Linked DNA regions of Mus musculus: region 2 is linked to region 1. A link is a contact called in public promoter capture Hi-C data. All regions are on one chromosome and are shown on one strand. Each heading gives the region's core, a stretch centred on a gene start, on an enhancer-like site or on the middle of the called end of the contact. The rest is flanking DNA. Distances are from core to core; before and after follow the strand shown.

Evidence for each region. Promoter capture Hi-C pulls out the DNA fragments that hold promoters and counts their contacts.
Region 2: a contact with region 1 is called in a promoter capture Hi-C map of hematopoietic stem and progenitor cells, with 3 times the contacts expected there. The contact joins the promoter of Kctd7 here to the promoter of Phkg1 in region 1. A contact is called at or near these places in 12 of 39 promoter capture datasets (the 3T3-L1 cell line, 3T3-L1-derived adipocytes, the C10 cell line and 8 more), 1 of 484 Hi-C or Micro-C datasets (cerebral cortex), 4 of 115 datasets of contacts at active chromatin or transcription factors (astrocytes, bone marrow-derived macrophages, craniofacial prominence and 1 more) and 3 of 9 other capture datasets (adipose tissue, liver and pancreatic islet).

Annotation. Positions count from the first base shown.
Region 1 is chr5:129,877,064-129,880,572 of GRCm38.p6, reverse strand. Phkg1 (phosphorylase kinase gamma 1) reads left to right here and starts at 1,485. Exons shown (of 10, transcript NM_011079.3): 1 at 1,485-1,642.
Region 2 is chr5:130,142,978-130,146,840 of GRCm38.p6, reverse strand. It overlaps Kctd7 (potassium channel tetramerisation domain containing 7), which reads right to left and starts at 1,958. Exons shown (of 4, transcript NM_172509.4): 1 at 1,615-1,958. The coding sequence starts at 1,758.

The DNA.
Region 1 (3,509 bases), core at 236-2,735:
TGGTAGTGCACACTTAATCACAGCTCTGGGATCACAGCCGGTGGATCCCTGAGAGTCTGAGGCTGGCCGGGTCTACAGGGTGAGCTCCAGGACAGCTGGGGCTACACAGAGAACCCTGTCCCACACAAAAACCAGCCAAACATCAACAACAAAAACATGGAGTTCAATTCCCAGCAACTACATGGTGGCTCACAAACCATCTGTAATGGCATCCGATGCCCTCCTCTGGTATGTCTAAAGACAGCTACAGTGTACTCACATACATAAAATAAAAAACTTAAAAAAAAAAAGTCATGCTTGGTGTTGCACCCTATAGTGCCAACACACAAGCAGAAGCAGGAGTGCAAGTGTGGAGGCCTCTTGGTCTGCACGGTTTCTGGGTCGTCAGAGTTGTGTAATAAGAGTCTTGTCTTCACTGGGCAATGGTAGCACACGAGTTTAATCCCAGCACTTGGGAGGCAGAGGAGGCAGGCAAATTTCTGAGTTCAAGGCCACCCTGGTCTACAGAGTGAATTCCAATACAGCCAGGACTATACAGAGAAACCCTATCTCCAAATAAAAGACTCTTGTCTTCAAAAAATAACAATGTATTCCTTTCAAAGCTGGTGTTGCCAGGCTGGAGAGATGCATGGCTCATGTGAAGAGCACTTGCTACTCTTTCAGAGGACCTGAGTTCAGTTTTCCATACTCATAGTGGCTATAATGGTCTGTAACTCCAGTTCTGGGGGGGGGGGTCTAATGCCCTCGCTGATGTCTGAGCATATAAGACATTCCTGTATTACAGATACATACTGCCAGCAAAAGACTCATACACATAAAATCGCAAAAAAAACAGGGCTAGAGAACCTGGCTCATTCCTTAAGATCATAAACTGCTTTTCCAGAATTCGATCTCCAGCACCCATGTAGCAAACAACCAGCTATAATTCCAGCTGCAGAAAAACCCAACACCTGGCTTGGGCAGGCACTAATACTCATATCCACATACAGATAGATATGCTGTGATGGTTTGTATATGCTTGGTCTGGGGAGTGGCACTATTAGGAGGTGTGGGAGGGGAGAGGGGGTAGAGAAAAAAAAGTTGCCTTGATCATGGTGTCTGTTCACAGCAGTAAAGCCCTAACTAAGAAATACACACTCATACACATAATTAAAAGTTTGCTTGTTTGTCTTTGGTTTCTCCAGACCAGGTTTCTATGTCTAACTCTGGCTGTTGTGGAAATCACTCAAACTCAAAAGATCTACCTGCCTCTGCCTCCTAAGTGTTCTCCAACACATTGGCTCAGCAAAAGCCAATATTTAAAAAAAACCAAAAGGCTTTGTCTCCTCTGAGCCATTTGCTTTATCCCTGCCACATGTGCTTTCCCCAGGCTCCGCCAGGTGTCACCCCTGATGTAGTTCTGCCCCAGGCCTAGCCCTGCTGGACCTTGGCCTGCATCCCAGGTTTGCAGTTGTGATTTATTTTTGGCAGGCCAGCCTTCCATCACCAAGTACCAAAGTTCCGCAAGAGGAGCAAGACAGCAACTCCAATAAGTGTCTGCTCAGGACACAGCTTCAGCCCTTTGTGGTCTGCTGTCTCCCAAGGGCTCCAGGACCTTTGGAATTCTTGTCACTTCCATTCAAGGGCCTACAAGGACCTCACGGTGAGTAGCCAGGCAGTAGATGGGAGCAATGGGGTTGTGAGGCAAAGACAGGAACCCCTTCCAGGTCTGTTTGACCCATTTCCCCTTAATCCTGGGAGAGCACGGATTCTCAGAGCACCTGTCAGGCAGTTACCTACAGATCATGGATCGGTTGTGTTCTCTGATTAGCTTTCTGGGATATCAAATTCCAAAACATTAGACTATCTATTCTCATTTAGAACACCTCCACACCCCTAGGGAGTCTTGGAACAAGTGTCAGGGGATAATGAAACAGTAAATCCAGATCCATGGTTGGCTCAAGTCAGGCCTTAAGAACAGGGAGATGGACACACGTATATTATCAGAAAGGGTAAACACAGCCAGAATTTGACCAGCCTGGCTCAGGCTGGCATCCTGGTGTGAGCCAAGAATTGCTCTGAACTCAATCACGCAAGGGATCTGCTGTGCCTAGATAATAAGTGAGGGGCATTACATGCCCATCTTGGGCCTTTAGAATGGCCTTTCAGCAAACAGGCTTGTTTTTCAAGGCATACTAACACCTTCAGGCTCTGTTGGCTGTTGATAGGGTCAGCACACAGGCCTGTTTCCTGCTATTGGCAAAGGAGACAGTTGTTATTCTAAACCTTCTTCTGGTAACCAGGCACCCAGTCGCTGGACACCAGGCTTCCTGCAAAGGCCAGCTTGAGGCAGCCAGCACTGCCGCTTGGCTGGTCAGCAAATTGGGCCCCTTGGGAGACCAAGCTTTCTTGGAAGTGGACATGAAGCATGTACCCTTTGCCTGCTTGCCTCTTCCTATTGCTGGGTGATTTTTCTGCCTTTCTCAAACCCTGGGTCTGGAGCAGGAATTCAGTTTCCTGGTAGGAGCCTCTATGTCCCTGGAACAAGATAGGCCAGCTTAGCTTCTCCACATCCAAGATTGAGCACCCTGACTCAGGGCTGTGGGGGATGTGGTGCGGTGGCGGTGGGGGTGGGGCATAGCTCAGCTCAGTCAGTGGCAGAGTGCTTGCCTAGCATACTCAACACCCTGGGTTTTATCCCTAGCACCTAAAGATAAAAATAAGACGGGCTGGAGAGATGGCTCGGTGGTTAAGAACACTGGCTGCTCTTCCAGAGGACCTGGGTTCAATCCCAGCCCCCACGTGGCAGCTCATTACTGCCCTCGGCTCCAGTTCCAGGGGATCCGACACCTTCACACAGATACCATGACACATAAAATTAAATTTTTTTTTTAAAGCAAAGTAGAAATAAGAGTAACCGACTCATGCCAGGCATGGAGACACATGCCTTTGATGACAGCACTAGGAATGCAGAGGCACAAAGATCTATTTATCTATGAGTTTTAGGCCAGCCAGGGCAACATAGTGAGACCCTGTCTCAAAAGGAAAAAAACAAAAAAAAAACAAAAAAAACCTTACAGTGTTGTCCACTCTGCTCCAGGACTACTGGGGTCTTGCTTGCCATTGCTAGGTAGGATCTACGGTATCCATCAGCTAAGACTTATACAGTGCATCACCTGTCCATTGAATCATACCCAGCACTTGCCACACACCGGTGCTGGGCAGAAGGCACAGAGACATCTAAGCATCACAGTCTAATGGGAGGTTATAGCAGAGGCTGAGACCAAGCATTACTCGTCCAGCTCCAGTACAGAGCTTGGCTTTTTTTTTTTTTTTAAGTAAGATTATCTTGATTTTACATGTATGACTGTTCTATGTGTGCACCACATGTCTGCCTGGTCCTGATAGAGGCCAGCAGAGGGCACCTCATTCCCTGGAACTAGAATTATAGATGGTTGTGAGCTGCTCTGTGGGTGCTGGGAATTTGAACCTGGGCCGCTGAAACAGCAGCCAGTGCTTGTAGCCACTAA
Region 2 (3,863 bases), core at 709-3,208, 270 kb before region 1:
AACTCCATAGTATAGAGTGAGCTCCAGGCCAACGTGGGCAACCTAGAGAGACCCTGCCTCATTAAAAAAAAAAAAGACAAAAATAGATGAGATAAAACGTACCTGAGACTTGCCTTACAGTAGAGACTAAAATTCACAAAATATCAGTGAATTAAATGCACAAAATTTACAATTCTAAGTATGAGCTCAACTCTATTATTATTATTATTATTATTATTATTATTATTATTATTATTATTATTTTGAGACAGAGTTTCTCTGTGTAGCTCGGGCTCTCCTGGAACTCACTACATAGACCAAGCTGGCCTGGAACTCACATTTATCTGCTGCCTCTGCCTTTGGAATTGGAGGTGTGTACCACCAAGCCCAAAAATTCAACTCTTACTCTCACGGTGCAAAATGCCTTTCACATTTCTGCAGAAATGCTAAGCCCACTTTAGGTATACGCTAAGACTCAGATGTCACTTAGGTGTAATGCTTTGCACTTCTGGAGTTCTTTCTAAAAGGCAGCACCCACTAATGTACTTCTTTGCTCCATATGCGAAACAAAAAAAGTCAGGGAAAAGAGTCCTAGAACTCACAGGGAGGGATGTGACTCACAGGAGGCCGGGACTGGACAGCTGGCCTACAGTCTGTGGGATTGTGTGTCCTGTCACTCAAACCACAACTTCTGCCCAATGACAGTGCACAAAAAAAAGTGTCACCGCCGTGTTGGCCCTTTTCCCTGACTGCAGAGTTATGTCTAGAATTTTGCTTATGTTCACAAGTTTCCCACGATGCTGGCAATTCGGGGATTCTAACCCTACCACAATACTGTCAGCTGCCGGAGAGCCTCACTCAAGCCAGCCCCCTCAGATTGTCGAGTCTCCACATCTGTATCCATCTTCCTATCCATCTCTACATCTGTATTCATCTTCCTATCCATCTCCAGGGTCAGTTCAGGTGCAAAGTGTCACACACAGGAAGGGCTACTAACGAAGCCACTCCATAGCACAATACAGCAACTGATAAATGAAGCCCCTAATCCCTCCATCATCTCTGCTCTGAGTTCAACTCACCATTGCCCTCCTATTTCCCGAATTTATCTCCTGCATGTCCTTGCTCTCGCTGCTTTCTTGACCCCAAATCCTCTACCGTTCACTCTTGTCCATCTAGCAAATAAAATTACCCCATGTGGTAATGGAGATTGTTCACTGCATAACGGCACCTGGATGAGAATTGGTCCACTCAGGTGTGTCCTTTTCTTAAATCATACCAAGGCACCAGATAGGTTAACTGCAGGTAGTTTCTAATGCCACTCCCCCGGCAGCTGGAGGATACACCTGGATAACCCAGGTCCTCCTTTGGATTGTATGGAACATGCTATGTGTTGAGTCCTCGTCTAGTTGATAAAGGTGACATGAAATACAGGAATGGAACTGACATCTGGTAGTACGGGAAGAAGGGACTTGGAGTGCAGGTGACTCGGGGCAGGGAGGATACACCTAGTGTAGGAGTGGCATCAGGGGTGGATAGCTCCTTGGGAGGCTCTCCGCCCAAGGTCAGCTCTGCAAGCACCAGTCTCTCCCTCGCTTCCCATCAGCCCTCCCTTCCCCCATCGCTCGATCCAGGTACCTCCTGGGGCAGCAGGGGCAGCCCGTGCCCCGCTTGCGTGGCCGTAGGAGTGGCCGGCTCCAGGAAGTCGTCTTCGGCTTCGGAGCTGGACATGGCACCGTCCGAGTGACGGCTGTCTGGCTCCCGCCCGGTGACTACCACCATCCCTCTGGCTCTGGGCGGTGGGCGCGGCTTCGGGTAGGCGGGTGGGCGGAGGCCTGAAGAACTAAAGCCAAGCAGTGCCTGACATGACGAGATGGGCCGCCGGCGGGCGCTAGACGCCGAGGACCTGCAAGCAGTTAGGATGTCCTGTGCTGCCCTCCAACAGTCTAACGACCAACGCGCCTACAGTTAGTCGCTGGTCTGACCTGGCTGCCTCCAGCCATTGGCCGAATCTTCGCTGGCTCCGCCCTGATTGTCAGGAGGTTCGCCCAATCACAGAACAAACAATTCGGCCTTAAGCCGTAGTGGCTACAGGCCTACCCAATTCTGATTGGCTCTTGGCTGACAAGCGCGAGCGACGCCTGTCTGCTCCAGGGTTTGGCCGAGGGGAGGTGATCGCCCACTGACGACCTCGATCAGCAACCACCGCGTGGACCCTGCGCTGCAAATCGGAACCAGGCGCTTCTTGCTATTGGCCGAGGTTTCATGAACTCCTGCTATGATTGGCAAGAGCATTGTCCAATTATAGGGTAAACACGTCTGGTTGGGTTTGTTCCATTCTGATTGGCTATCTAACTAACGGGAGCGCTACCTCCCTTGGTCCAGGCCACTTATCTAGGGAAGCGGCTCTCTGCGCATAGCAACCACAGCGCAGGTAGCATCTCTGGCCTCACCCGGTCGCCTCCTACTACTGGCAGTGTCCGATTAGCTCCGCTATGACGGTTAAAGGTCTGATCCAACCATCGAGGTCTCAAACTAGAGTGACAACTGACAACGGCTTGCCGATCAGTCCCATTCTTATAGGCCACCTAAAGGGCACGCGTTCTGCACTTCCGACGTTCAACGACAGCGCTGGTCCCCCGGCGCGGTTCCCGAAAGGACAGACCACCCAATTGCTCCTGCTATTGGCTGTGTCCTCGCTGGCCTCCGCCCCTGATTGGCAGGAAGCCCGCTCATAGGGGCAGCACCGTGGTCCTGCTTTCATTGGCTTTCTGACTAGCAGGCGCGAAGCTCCAGGCCACTCCACTTTATCATCCCGGTCCATGTGTCCTGGGAAAGGGCCCAGGACTGGCTGGTTTGTCTCCATAGCAGCGGGCCAGTGAAAAAAGGCCTAAGCAGGCTGTCCTTGAGGATGTGTTGTGGAGGGCTGAGGGCACCTGCTGTGTAATAGAAATTGAGCACTGCAACACCAATGGCTGGCAAGGACATGGCTGCTGTGCTAGCGCTTTTTCCGTGGACTCACACAGGAAGGAAAACCTTGGTTGCAAATACCTTTAATTGCAGCGACTTGAGAGGTTAGAAGGATTTCTGAGAATTCAACTCTTGTCTCTAGTATAATAAATAATAATAATAAATAATAACGGAACTGAGTATGGTGACTCACGCTGCAATATCAGTACTTGGAAGTCAAGGCCAGCTTCAGCTTCATAACATTGTGAGTCCAAATTGGGTTACATGAGACTGCTAAAAACAAACGCTAAAAATGAAAAAAATTAAATAACCACAGATGAGAAAAGAGAAAACCCCACTCCCAAACAGGGCTCCTCTTCTCCATCTGACCTGCCCACACATGCGTACGCGCAAAGCTGTGGCTTTATCAGATGCCTCCTATTTGTTTAAATTAGCCATTCAAAAATAAGTGGATGGAGAGTACACCACCAAAAGGCTCAAGCCCTCCTTTTGAACTGGATTTCTGAATATCTTCTCCCCTGGCAGGGAATCTGTGTTTTGCTGTATGTGACTTCAATAAAGCTTGGCTGACTGCCGAGTCCTCGCCTTTCCTGCTTGGTCATTCTTTCAACTGGACAGAGAAAAAGAAGCCATACCCGCAATTCTAGATGACCCTCTCCATGATAACGTCATCACCTCTGCACCAGGACACAGACAGAAACAGGCACTCCCAGAAGGCTCTTCCCAGCTAGTCAGATGACCCATTTGATGCAGCACGTCTCAGTCACGCATCGACTGTGTGACCTCTGTTGGGGGAGGTTCCTTCAGAAGAAGCCCCGCATCTTTCCACAGCTCCAATAGGCTTTTGTTACCTGTCCCAATAAACCACTTAAAAGAGAAAATCAGAGATTTAATCAACATGGCCCACACTGCGAAGA